Regions from separate parts of the Hordeum vulgare genome. Here region 1 is linked to region 2. The links are chromatin contacts, called in public Hi-C maps. All regions are on one chromosome and are shown on one strand. The core of a region is the stretch at or near the end of the contact, and the rest is flanking DNA. Distances in the headings are between cores, read along the strand shown.

Region 1 (7,036 bases), core at 988-3,487, 66 kb after region 2:
AATTGACAACTCAACTGCTAATACTCGAGAATATTCTTTGGCTTCCCCTTGTGTCGAATCAACAAATTTGGGTTGAATACTCTACCCTCGAAAACTGTTGCGATCCCCTATACTTGTGGGTTATCAGTTAGCAGTCTTAACCTGCTCATCAAGCTTAAGCACTACATGTGCATGATCAACTCCTTCCTTATTTCTAGTAGCACAACAACCTTGGTATCTTTCCCGAAGCTTCCTAAGAGGTTTTTTAGTAGCTCCAAGATACTTCATATCAACCATCAAACATAGCCACAATTGACAATCTACAACAATAAAAGTTACTTAACCATAAGCAGATACAAATGGTACATAAAGCAGGTAAGATTCAAACAAACACTGCAATTAGCTACAGAGAAACACAAAAGTTAACCCTCAGAGAAACATAGCAGTTAACACCAAGTTTAGTTAACAATAGCAATAGATCCAGTGAAGACTAGCAAGTGCAGTCAACACTATCAAATTCAAATAACACTAGTAATAGATTGAGTTAACACTAGCAAGTGTAGTAAACACTATCAAATTCAGTTATCACCAAGTTCAGTTAACACTAGCAACAAACTTAGTTAACACTTTGAAATTTAGTTAACACTAGCAAGTTGAGTGAACACTATGAAATTCAGTTAACACTGGCAACAGATTTAGTTAACACTATCAAATTTAGTGAACAATAGCTAGTTCAGTCAACACTATAAAATTCAGTTAACACTTTCATTTTAGTTAACACTAGCACAAATTTCAGTCAACACTATGAAATTCAGTTAACACTGGCAACAGATTTAATTAACACTTTCAAATTTAGTGAACAGTAGCTAGTTCAGTTAACACTTTCATTTTAGTTAACACTAGCACCAAATTCAGTCAACAATTGAAATTGAGACAATACTAGCATATTCAATTAAAAGTAGCAAATTTAGTTAAACCTCTGCCTTAACTTCTTTTACAAACCAGTGTGACCATTAACCATTACAATTGTACAAGTGACATGACTGAATTAATAGAAAATGAAACATTGAGAACATGAGATTTCAAATAAGTATAGCACGACAAACATTTCAACTTACTTCCTCACCACATTCATAAAACCTCCTTCCATCCATGCTACCTTCAAATGCTACAAATTTCCTGGCTATTTTACGGTGGTATCACTCAATTGGTCCCTCCTCTGTTACTGCATAGCCTTCAAAGTCTTAGTCGTGTATGGTTAGGAGCGGCTGGATCGATTTCAAAAGAAATTTGGAGTGGTCAAGTGTACTGTGTCCGGTTCAAATCATACAAAAAAAATCCCCTCTGAATGATAACCCTAAGCCTAGGCTACCAACAGAGTATATATGAATCGACATTACCTCCTCGACAAAGTGGAGCATGTCGTCGTCGTCGGTCTCCTCCTCGTCTATCCAAGAAGGCATTATTGCCATCGCAACGATGCTCGGCAGCAACGGCGCAGAGGGGAGCGAGAGTGCAAGTGGGAGTGGGAGCGAGCGGGCTAAGAGCCCACACTATTTCTTTTTTGGGCAGCTTCCGACCGACACGGTCGGTCTATCTGTTAACGGCCATTTCTACCTAGCCCGTCCACCACTAGCCACGCAGCCGTTTTGGCACGTCAAAACGCGTTCTATTTTTTTTGCTGAGTATGTTTTGCCGCGTTAATTGTTTCGTTCGGTGAAAAGTGTCACGTTTTGTAAAGTGATGATTTTTCGTAAATCGTGACAAGGAGATGACGCTTCTATGCACTTAACTGAGAGGACCCCTGGCTACAATCATGAACGAATGATCGCTATCATGATGTAGGAGTATTTATGTATATTTAGGGGTACGAGAATGCGCCATGGTATACGAACAGTAGCAGCGTTGTGCTTTTGCAGTACAGGGTCCCGACTTGAATTCGGCGAATGCGATGCGATACGACGCGTGCGGAGAACCTTTTGGCTACACGGTACCCTAGCATGAATCCATGGCGTCGACGAATGTAAAACCCCCGCAGCAGCTGGAGAGGGCACTGTGCACGCAGCCATGTCATTCACCGGGCCGCCGGTACAACCACGAGTTACTCCATTAACGCCGAGACACGTACGCGCCGTCCCCTCCCCGCAGACAGGACACGGCGCAGGGCCGTGGATCTGGCCGGCGGGGCCTCCTCCGGCTTGCACGGATGGGCGGTGCCGCCAGTGCGTGGTTGCGCGCGCGCGGGGTAGCTTCGTGGCTCGACAATGAAAGTCCTGGGGGGATCCTGCGCTCGTGCGTGAGTGCAGGCCAGCCGACGCGCGCGTTCCCCGGCCGGGCCCTTTTCCGGCTATAGGGTTTAAAGCCGCTCTCCATCGTACCCTCAACTAGAAGATGGGAGCTTACGGGAGCTCGTGCAATGTTGTAGTATTGCCAGAAAGTGCGCACGCCGGGAACTTTTTTGTGAGACACGTGCTCGCAGTTGCTTGCGTGTTTGAATAACTGACATGGCTCCACAAGACACGGAATAAAATATGTTCACAGTTATAGGACACCAATTCAATTGTGAGAAATTCAGAGTTGTCTAAGGACATCTCCAACGCGGATCCGTAAATCTCTTACATACATGTGGATCACGGAAGTCATTCAACACTGTCCTATATCGATACGCGGCACGGTCCGTACGAATTTTCTCTCCAAATCATAGAGAAATATGGGGGTTTTACGGTCGTCCGGACACGCGACCACGTCAGCTTCCAAGAGCATCTACAGCCGGACCCCTCAAATCCGGTCCCTCAAACACCCGCGGACGTGTCCGGACTCGTCCGCGGACACTGACCGGGCACGTCACACACAATGCAGTCTACATCCGGACACCTCAAATCTCATATCTCAAATTCATACAACCCATGCAACTACTACATCGACGCAGACACGTCGTTCGTCTACTCCATCACTGCTAAATATGCCATTGGACTACCAAAATTTGGCTTGTTTGGCTATGGTGGAGATTATCCACGGCTACACTTGTCCTTTCCATCGCCCTTGCCGTCCTTGTCGCGGAAGTACCGGTTGGAGACACAGTACGGATCGAGCCGGATCTGCTCATCGCCGGAGTTGTCCTCGTCGCCCCTCACCTCATTCTCCTCTTTTGGTGGCAGTCCGGCCATTTCACGGACCGCCCAATTCTGTTTGTGGGCAATGGCGTGCGTGTTTCGCCACTGCTGTTTCTTCAAAATGCAAGCGCGGAAGGCTTCCTTCTCCGCGGTCGCCCGCGCCGCCGCATCACCCGCCTCCGCGTGCTGCATTTCCTTCGCGAGATAGGCGTCGACAATCCTTATCATCTCCTTTCCACGGCGGGCAGGCCGTTCCCTGTGGGAATCAAAGTCCGCAGGCCCGGTCGATGGATCCGCTCGCCGGGACATGGGTGATCCCGTCCCAGAGGAACCAAGAGCCCTTTGAGCGGATGCTATGGAGTCACGGCGGACAGATCCTCCCGTCGGTCTGGCGCTGTCCTTGTGGGAGCGGCGGAGTGCAATGTGAACCGTCATTGCCTCCTCCACTCCGCACTGCATGACCCCCGAGTCGATGGATCCGGACTGGTCGGAGACGGATCCGCTCGAGGCAATGCCGGAGAAGGCCGAATATCGTCGGAAGCGAGCTTGGGTGGCCTATGGGAGTGGAGTGAAGTGGCTATGGTTTGGTCCGGCCAACAGATGAGGATGAATATATGGCGGTTCGATGCGGGCCAGTGTGGGCCAGGCGGGGATGACAGGACGCGCCCAGGCTCCCCCATATTCGCTCCATATTTGGGCTGGAAAAGGGGGGTGCCAGTCATCCCGAGAGTTTGAGGCCGGTTTAAGAGGGCCGTCTGGGTCGAATTTTTGTGACCAGTCAGTGACCGGGCGGCCTGCCCGAGTGTTTGAGGAGTATTTGAGAGGTCCGACTGTAGATGCTCTAACCGTACTAACCCACCCAAAACACTCTTCTCTCGCTCGCGGCAGCTCCCCGCATTCTTGCCTATGTAGGGCACGTCGCTCCACATTAAAGACGGCTCAGGGTGGACGCGGCCTCTCACTTCATTCGGCATTGAAGTGGCACGCCATCCGAGGGCATCGCCCTTTGCACGCTCGACTGAACGCGCATCCTCACCGCATCCAAATGCCGCCATTAAACCTGCGTGGAAGCCACGTAACATACTCGGGCCACACGTCCGTTCACGAGCGGGCCGACATTAAACGCAACACCGGGCAAGCTTCTCCCGTGTGCCCTTTGTTTAAGGAAGTCTAGATGTCGGACAAGAATCACACCACTAAGTTTGCTCCCCATGTCTTCCTTCTCCACGCTTTCGATGCAATCCAATGAGTAGGATGAGCATTTCTTTGGATAAAAGTCCGTTCGGTGGCCCATCGAGCCCGTCGGATATGAGCGAGGTAGTTCGCTGCTTCACCTCCCATGCTTGGCCCGATGATGTAATGTGCTGCCCCAATATGGGGTGTGGTTCAGCAACTCAGCGCTCCAAACCAACCCACGGAGGAGTGACGAGTTGCTCCAGGCCGACACGACAGGGAGCACAACGGCTCATTCAACATCACAGCCGTCGATGTTGTCGCATTGTACCGCGCCTCCCGTGCGTGCGACCACGCCATCCGATCTCAACGCGTGTGTAACCGCGTCCTGCCGGCAGAGAAAGAAGCTCACTGCATGGAGATCGATTAGTCGATGGCCGGTGCGTCCGAGTGTGCCGCCAATATAAAGAGAAAGTAGAACACGGGAGGCCACCACCAATATCCCATGTGGACCACCGCCGGCACGTCATCGGCTTTTACAACCGATGACCAACCGTTTCTGTATCTTAAACCAACGATGGTCCCTGTTTTGGCACCTCGGAAGCAGAGGACCCCCTTCCCCTATGGATGAAGCATCAGCCGGTAGTTCCGCTTTGATGAGTGGTGGAAGAGGAGTGTATCCATATCATGGGAGTGGAGCTCAGCGTCACCGTTTTTAGTTACAATATGTTCAAATTGTAAACATTTTCATTCGATTTCTATGTAATCTGTCATGTTTATATGGAATGCGGCCATATTTGCATGAATTTCGTCTGGTTGGTTTGAACTATTGTCAAAATGTATGCGACAATGGTTGGATGGCGGCCTCATGCATCCGTGTCCGTACACTGGCCCCCCTAGTCCGCGGTCGGATGCGGGAGGGAATTTGTGGGTTGCCCTTGAAGTTGAAGATGCTCCAAGAATATTAAGTATAGGTCTAAGTCAATACCCCAAGCCATCCAATACGTAAAAAGAAACAGTGCATGTAGGATGCGTTTGGTTACGTGCACTAACCTCAACCAGGTCCACTGCATGCAAATCTGACGCATTTGGTTGCTTGTTTTCACTATTTTGCCCGTATCGCATGGATCTTACAATATTGGAATATTTGGAATACACGAAATTATCATATTTTTAATGGTAAGGTTATCAATTTTTTTTTTGCAGGTTATCTGCAAAGCTACAGCTTGGATCCGTACGTGGTCATTACTCGGCCATGTGAAATCCAGGAAGCTTATGGTTATTGGGTGCAAGCGCTGGGAGACGGTTGCATGGGCTATCTTCAGCCGGTTTGGATGACGAGCTACTAATAGACTAGGTGTATAGGCATCGTAGTCTATTTGTTTCAATTCACCGGATGTGGCAGTTCTACCCCGCTTGTGTGCGGTTTCTATCATAGTTTGCTTTGTATTTGAGAACTTAAGACCTTGATTACTTAATTAGTTAATAAAATGTCTCCATGCATCGATTGATACAGAGGCCGGGGGATGATCCTCCTTTTCCAAAAAAACTGCATGGATCTTAAAAGCATCACTCAGTCAGGCTCGACAGGAATGGTAGAATCAATCTTTTTCTCCCAGCAAGGCTCGTGGCATGCAGAGGAGAGGAACATTGCGCTGAGCTAATTTGAGGAGGGGTTGACATGAGCTCACGAGCATGCGAGAAAAAAGCGTCAGAAGGAATTGGGTCACCTCCGACCGAATTGGACGCCCTATTTAGTCCCAATAAGTTCAATGTTGATTTCCTAGCCACCATCCCCCACCCAACCCCCTCCCCTCGCGCTCTCCTTCCTAGGTCATTTCCCCTACAACCAATAGGTAAGCAAGGCATCTTATATTATCAACACTTTAGGATGATGACGCTTTGTCATCCTCCTCTTTTCCGACGACGCCCACCTCAACTCCTTCCTCCCTGATGGTTGTAAGTTCTATCACCCCATCCCTACCCATTGTAGCTTTGATCCATGAGCATGTTCTAGGGATGGATCTATAAGAACTTTTAACATTGAAGTGTCGATTTGGGACCATGAGATGTTGTGGTAGATACCGTTGATGGAATGCTAGAACAATATGTTTGGTAATCTGGTTTCATGATGCTCATGGTGTTTTTCAGTTTGGCTTTGATGATACTATTCTAGATGTATTTATGCCATGCAAATATGAGCATGTGCACTATGACAGAATGCTAGCATGGTTGTTATGTAGCTAGGGTGGTCGAGTTTAATACTTGGAACTCATTGGTAGCACTCTTGAATGCCTGTGGTGTGATCTTTGCTCTGAACTTTGCCAGTGCTGATCATGCCACATCCACAATGGACATATATGATCAAGGTGTAGTGTTCTGTCATATTAGTATTGATCCTAACCATTATAGGAGTCGAGCAACCAAGACTTTAGTCAAGGAGTTGTTCTGTTCGGGTTGTGCCGTCGTGATATGTCTAGGACTCCCCGCTCGAGTAGATGCCTTGGGATTCAAACGTGTTTGAGGCGCCTATTCAGCATTGTTATGGCCATGCCTAATGCTACAACTCATACCGCACATACGGCAACCATCAAGGATGGGAAGGAAAAGGTCTGTAGGAGGGAGAACATAATGAAGTGGTTGTTGGAAATATGCCCTAGAGGCTATAATAAATTAGTTATTATCATATTTCCTTGTTCATGATAATCATTTATTATGCATGCATGCTATAATTGTATTGATTGGAAACTCAAATACATGTGTGGATACAT
Region 2 (6,270 bases), core at 1,533-4,032:
AGTGAGGGTGGGTGGGGATCAGGCTGTTCGTTCCTTGGTTACACTGAGAGACTGCTGGCTTGCTGAGCTACTGCTGCGGGCTAACTCTAAGTTTTTACAACAGAGGATGAATCCGAAACCTAACGCTACTGCATTTGCATTTTCATCGCGCCCACGGCATGATCTGCTGCTGCTGCTGGTGGTCATTCTGGTGTTACAGAGATCAATGGAGGAGCTCCTGCTGCTGGTGGTGGTGTGAGGAGAAAGCCCTAGCAGTCTAGCGCCGTCCACTCGTACCGGCCGGGGAGAGGACGCTCGCTCGCGGGGCAGAAGTTGTACCTGGTTATTCCAACAGAGCAGAGCAGAAGAGTGTTAGAACATTTCCATGCACAATATCTAGAACAAGAGTGCTCACAACAGCGGCATGACTGAGTGATGATGGTAGAAGGAAGCAGAGTTTTCTTACTTGTCCCTGAAGGTCTGGTGTTGCTGTTGCTCGGCGGCGGCGAAGAACTCGTCCATCTCGAGCGAGCTCGGGACGTAGCGGCAGACCGGCGTCTGCGGCCTGCGGCGTGAGGGGTTGCTGGCCCTGGTCGCGGAGCCGGGGGTGCTCATCGTCTCCGAGCTGTAGATGAGGCTGCAGGGCGTCGTCTCCCTCGTGCCCCTGCAAGCAACCAACCAACAGCAGCACAACGTGAAAAACAGCCCACAAACATGATAAGCTCAGAGGCTAGAAATGCACAAAGAGGACTTGCAAATTACTAGCACTACAGAATCAAGCTGGGTTGGTGAGCTCGGTCGGGTGGCAACAAGCTACGGTCGTCTGAAGGCTACAGCTCATTTTCCAGCATGATCTTGTCTATTTCATTAGATACAAGTGCCCCCACACTGTCACAGTGTGAGGTGTGCCTGATTATTGCTCAGCACAAGCACACTGAATGCCTGAATGCTGACAGACAAACAACAACTTGGCCTAACACGGCCAAGCAAGCTGAATGGGGGTGCTCAACATGCATATGCCAATGCCGGACAAAGGGACCACGGGGCCAATCATACGAACAAAGCATAGTAATTAAAGAAGCTGGGGAAAATATTTACTGAACCCTTCAATGCTTGAACTGCTAAGTAAAATCTCATTTGTTGCAGTGGCTGGTGCACTCACAGCACCAGGTAAATGAATGGAGGCAAGGCAACCCCCGTTCACCCCCAGCAAGCTTGAACCAAAACGTGGTCCGGTCAGTGTCCATTCAAGAAGGTAGCAACAGGCCAGCAAGCAAGCATTCAATGGCGGCGGTCGGTGGCGCTCCGGTACAAGCGCTAATGATGAGCAGCTTGCCATTTTCACCCACGGCCGTGGCAGCTAGCAAATGGGGCCGTGAGCGCGACGGCAGCGGCGGGCGCCTTTGGTTGGTTGGGGGATTGAGATGAAATTGCTCGCGAAAAAGCGGGAGCGGGGCCTCTCCGGTTGCTGTTAGAAAAGATTGCGGCCACGCCCCACCGGCAAGGCCAATGCAGAAAGCAGAGGGCGGCTATGGCGGGGAAGGCGGAAAGCGGGCTACTTTCCCCTGCCACTACGGGGAAAAGGCGGAGGCCACGGCCACGGCCATGGCCACTGGAGGAGAGGAGGAGGAGGCTCCACTAATCAAGTGCGACGCCCACTTTGATTGAGGGTTGATTGAGTGCGCCGTGATGCATGCATCTTTGTTTGGACGGTGTCGAAAATATTGTGGCTTTTTTGGAGGGGGAAAAATAGGCCTTTTTTGCCGGGTCAACACCGCAGCTCAGGCGTTTCTTGGATGCTCTCGAGCGGAAGCCAGCGGCTGGGACTTGAGGGAAATTGGGGAACTGCAGGGGATGATTCTTGCAGGCATCCGGGCAGAATCAGCGGAAGGCGTTGCTCAATCCTGGGAAGAAACGGCCGGACGGATCGGTGGCGGCGCTCGGTTGAGGAGGCCATGGAGAGGGGATTGTTGAGCTTGCGGGAGCTCCGGAGCTGAGATTTGGGACCGCGCGGCGCCGGCGGCGCTAATGGAGTGCGTGGAAGCAAACGGCGGCAGATGGTAAGCCCTGAACCTCGGTCTGATTCGTGTCGCCCGGGGCGCGGGAACGGGATTGCTGGCTGGGCCGGAGAGGAAGGGGGAGGAAGGAAAGAAAGGAAGGCAGGAAGCCATGGTGCTCTGTTGTTACCTGTCGGCGGCGTCCCAGTCCAGCACGTTGTCGCCGAAGGAGGCCTCGAGGTCGGCCTCGAACCCGTCGGCCGCGAACGACGCCGCCGCCTGCTCCGCCATCCTCCTCGCACCGGCGGCCGGTGGTGGCGCGTCCTCCTTCTCCTTGTGGCCAGGCGGCGGCTGCTTCTCGAGCCGCCTGCTCCTGAGCTCGAGGTAGTCGGCGGCGCCGGGGTCGTGCTCCCCCTTGCGGTGCGGCGAAGGGGACGGGGAGGGGGAAGGGGCGCGCTGCTGCTGCGCGGCGAGGGTGCGGGAGCGGGTGCGGACGCCGAGCAGGGCGCCGGCGACCTCCATGACGGCCACCTCCCCCGAGGCCTTGCTCTTGCGCATGTACTTCCCCATGGCCCCTGCTTCCGGTCGGCGGCGGCGAGGTGGCTGGCTAGCTAGCTGGGAAAGCTGGGTGGGCGGCGCGAGGCGAGGCGAGTTGAGGCGGGGAAGGGGGAATCGCGGGAATAATGGGGAGCGTTGCGTTGCGTAGCGGGAAAAAGGGCGCGAGCGGGCGCGGGATTTGGCGGGCTCGGGCGCGCCACGCTGCCGCTCGCTGTATTTAGCGAGAGAGAGGGAGAAAATCGGGGAGGAGGAGGAGGACCCGCGCGCGCGGATGGGCCTGGCCAGTGAGGTAAGAGAGAGAGAGAGGGAAAGGGGTGGGGATTCTCTCTTGGGGTTGGGGGAGCGTCTGCGTCGCCGCGTGGGGGCTTCTCGGTGCGAGTTTGGGGGTTTCCGAGGGCGGGCCACATGGAAGGCATGGCATGGCACCAGAGGTGGGTGGGGTGCGCCAGTATTGCAATGGCGATTTGGGGGCATATCCTCGAGCATAAATGGGAGGGGAGAGGATGCTTATTTGGATGTTATTTTTTGGGTAAACATAATATTCTCCCATCATGCAAGGCGGGAACTATCTGATGCAACTGCAGAAAGTTGATAAGATGGTTTGCATCTTGATTTCTGGGATTTGAACTTGTTTTTCAAGCGCTTTAAATCATTGATTTGGGAAACACCGTCACCCTCTTCCCCAACAATTATATTGTGCAAAATAACACAATGTGTCATCAGTTCACACAACCTTTATGATTCTCACATCATTGTAGCTCCTCAAACAATTCCTCAATGTGCTTCGAGCACTCCGAATGCTCTTTCCATATCCTTCCTAGATGCTTCTTGCACCGTTGCGAGGTGGCTTTCTTTGTTGCCGTTCGAATATGGTCTTAACAAATGCGGCCCACTAAGGATAGATGACATGGACAAGATAGTATAAAAGTTGTAGTCACGACCTTTGACGGTGCGGTTTGAAAGGGCGTGAATGTCGCCTAGAAGGGGTGAATAGACGCTTTAAAATAATTACTGTTTAAGCTTGAACAAATGCGGAATAAAACTAGTGTTTAATTTGTCAAGCACAAAAACTAAAACAACCATGCTTACCTATGTGCACCAACAACTTATGCTAAACAAGATAAACAATTAAGTGATAGTAAGATATATAACATGAAACAATATGGCTATCACAAAGTAAAATGCATAAGTAAAAGGCTTGGGTAAGAGATAACCGAGGCATGCGAAGATGATGATGTACCCCGAAGTTCACACCCTTGCGCATGCTAATCTCCGTTTGGAGCAGTGTGGAGGCACAATGCTCCCCAAGAAACCACCAGGACCACCTTAATCTCCTTACGCTTTCGCACGATGCAAAATGTCGTAATTCCACTAAGGGCCCCTTGAGGACGGTCACCGGACCGTACAAATGGAAACCCTTGGGGACGGTCATCGAACGTGTACACTTTGGTAATCCTTGCGGGCGGTCACCGGAACCCGTACAAATTGCTCGGGGCAACCTCCACAACCTAATTGGAGACCCCCACGCTTGCTTGGAGCTTTATACCACAATGATTGAGCTCTGAGACACCACCAACCGTCTAGGGTGCCAAAGCACCCAAGGGGCACAAGCTTTAGGGTGCCCAAACACCCAAGAGTAATAAGCTTCTCAAACATCACTTACATGTATCACCGTGCAAAACTCAAACAGATGCAACTAATGAAATGGCAAGAACACACGAAGTGGTCAATTCCCTCACTCCCAAATTCCACCACAGCACCAAAAGCTATGGAGGAATATGAGAGGAAGAACAAGTAGGTCACAAAGAACTCCAAGATCTAGATCCAAGGGGTTCCCCTCACATAGGGGAGAAAGTGATTGGTGGAAATATGGATCTAGATCTCCTCTCTCTTTTTCCTCAAAAAGGAGCAACAATCATTGAAGGGATTGAGAGTTAGAAAGCTCTTAGAAGGACAACAATGGTGGAAGAACACGAGCTCAAAGGATTAGATCCAATTGGGAAGAAGACCCCTTTTTGTAGGTGCGGGAAAATCAAACCGTTATGTCCACAAGTCGTGCACAAGCGGTACTACCGCTTAATGTGGTAGTTCCAGCAAAAGAGTGCAAAAGGCAGAAACCTCGAGGCAGTAGTGGCACCGGAGTGGTACTACCGGCCGACCCAATGGTACTACCACTCAGGATGCAGTACCAAGGGAACATCGGTAGTAGAGTGAAAGCAGTGTGGTAGTACTGAAACAAATAAGAGACCGGTACCCCAAAATAAGTGGTAGTAGGAGCGGTACTAGAGGTACTACCTCCCTACTACCATGCTATCATCGTGAGTGAAGAGCAGACCAACAGAACCTACAAATAGGCTATAGTAGCCGCGGTAGTACATAGCGGAAGGACCGCCTAAGCGGTAGTACATAGTGGAAGTACCGCTTAGGCGGTACTACCGTGGTACCGAGTGGTACTAGCGCCTCAACACTAACAACTGTGCTGAGAATGAAATTGTCATAACTTTTGCGTACGAGCTCTGAATTAAGCAAACTCAAGCTTGTTGGATAGAGGACGACAAGAGCTATCCAACATAAACCTTCCCAAATAGGATAAGGAAGATGACCTTCCCAAATATGATCCGTAAAAATATCCACCATTGAAAACGCAAAGATGATGCATACAAAATCCGTTTTCGATGAGCTTGAGCTTATCACGATGAAGACCATGACCTCCAAAACTCACATAACAAAAAGGCAAACAAGAACCAAGGAAGACGATGATGCTAAGAATGCAATGGCTTGAGCTCTCTACAAATGATACCATCAAGTTACTCACTCGAGAGCCCCCCTTTATAGTACGACAATCTATCCTATGACCTGGTCTCCCAACTAACATCATGATACCTATAGAATAGGAAACCTATCAAGGACAAACCTTTGACTTGTGCATAGTCCACATGACCTAGATGATGGTAAGCTTGTCCTCCTCAAGATGGACCACCTTTCTTGATTGTGATGACTCGATGAAGACTAGTAGATTGCTCCCCCATACTCCACTATGGATGAGCCTCTTTTCAGCACATATTCACGTATCCGTTATCACCGTAATGGACGAGAAATTTCAAGCATGTGATCTCTTCGTGATGCTTCTCTTGAACTTGCACACCGCAACCTTGACGATGATCACCACTTGATGTCATCCTCCATGGGTTGTATGGGATCATCCTTTTGACGCGTGCCCATGGAAACATACCTAACCCCATGAAGAACACTCACAAAGATCATGGGCTTGTACGCAAAGCGTAATGGACAATACTTATCATACCATGAGATCACTTGATCCCACTTGGTACATCTTCTAGCTCTCTATGTTAATAAATTTTAATCACTATTTGCCTTAGTCTTGATCAACCTTGTATCTTATTTTATCTCTTCATAAAGATGATGTCTTGAAGGTAAACATGAATGTCCACACAATCTTCTTCTTCAAGACATGTTTGCAATAAGCTCAACTCTCACACGGCCAATCTTTGGATAAATCCTTGAATACCACATTAGTAATTACATAAACTCCTTGAAACCATCAAATGGACTTCAAGAAATGCCTATGGACAAGTCCTTCGAATATTAATAAAGGCAACCATTAGTCCATAGAGAATGCCATCAATTACCAAAACCACACATGAGGGCACCATGCTCTTTCACAATTGCACGACGGCGATAAAGCACTTTGATGTTGTTGTGAGAACTCGGTATT

What was found. Hi-C and Micro-C count contacts between places; a contact is called where the count stands out from the background.
Region 1: a Hi-C map of leaf shows a contact between it and region 2, with 4 times the contacts expected there. The contact joins the enhancer-like site here to the promoter of LOC123449727 in region 2. A contact is called at or near these places in 2 of 6 Hi-C or Micro-C datasets (both in leaf) and 1 of 1 datasets of contacts at active chromatin or transcription factors (embryo).

The regions. Positions count from the first base shown.
Region 1 is chr4H:582,766,029-582,773,064 of MorexV3_pseudomolecules_assembly, forward strand. No RefSeq gene overlaps it. Among protein-coding and RNA genes, the nearest start is that of LOC123449727, 68 kb to the left of the region's middle. Within about 2 kb of position 2,238, at least 2 of the 3 cell types and tissues checked have open chromatin away from gene starts, as enhancers often do. A contact at or near this core is called in leaf, where this site is marked.
Region 2 is chr4H:582,699,007-582,705,276 of MorexV3_pseudomolecules_assembly, forward strand. It overlaps LOC123449727 (cyclin-dependent kinase inhibitor 5-like), which reads right to left and starts at 2,783. Exons shown (of 3, transcript XM_045127048.1): 1 at 2,167-2,783; 2 at 446-643; 3 at 1-318. The coding sequence starts at 2,546. The coding sequence ends at 249.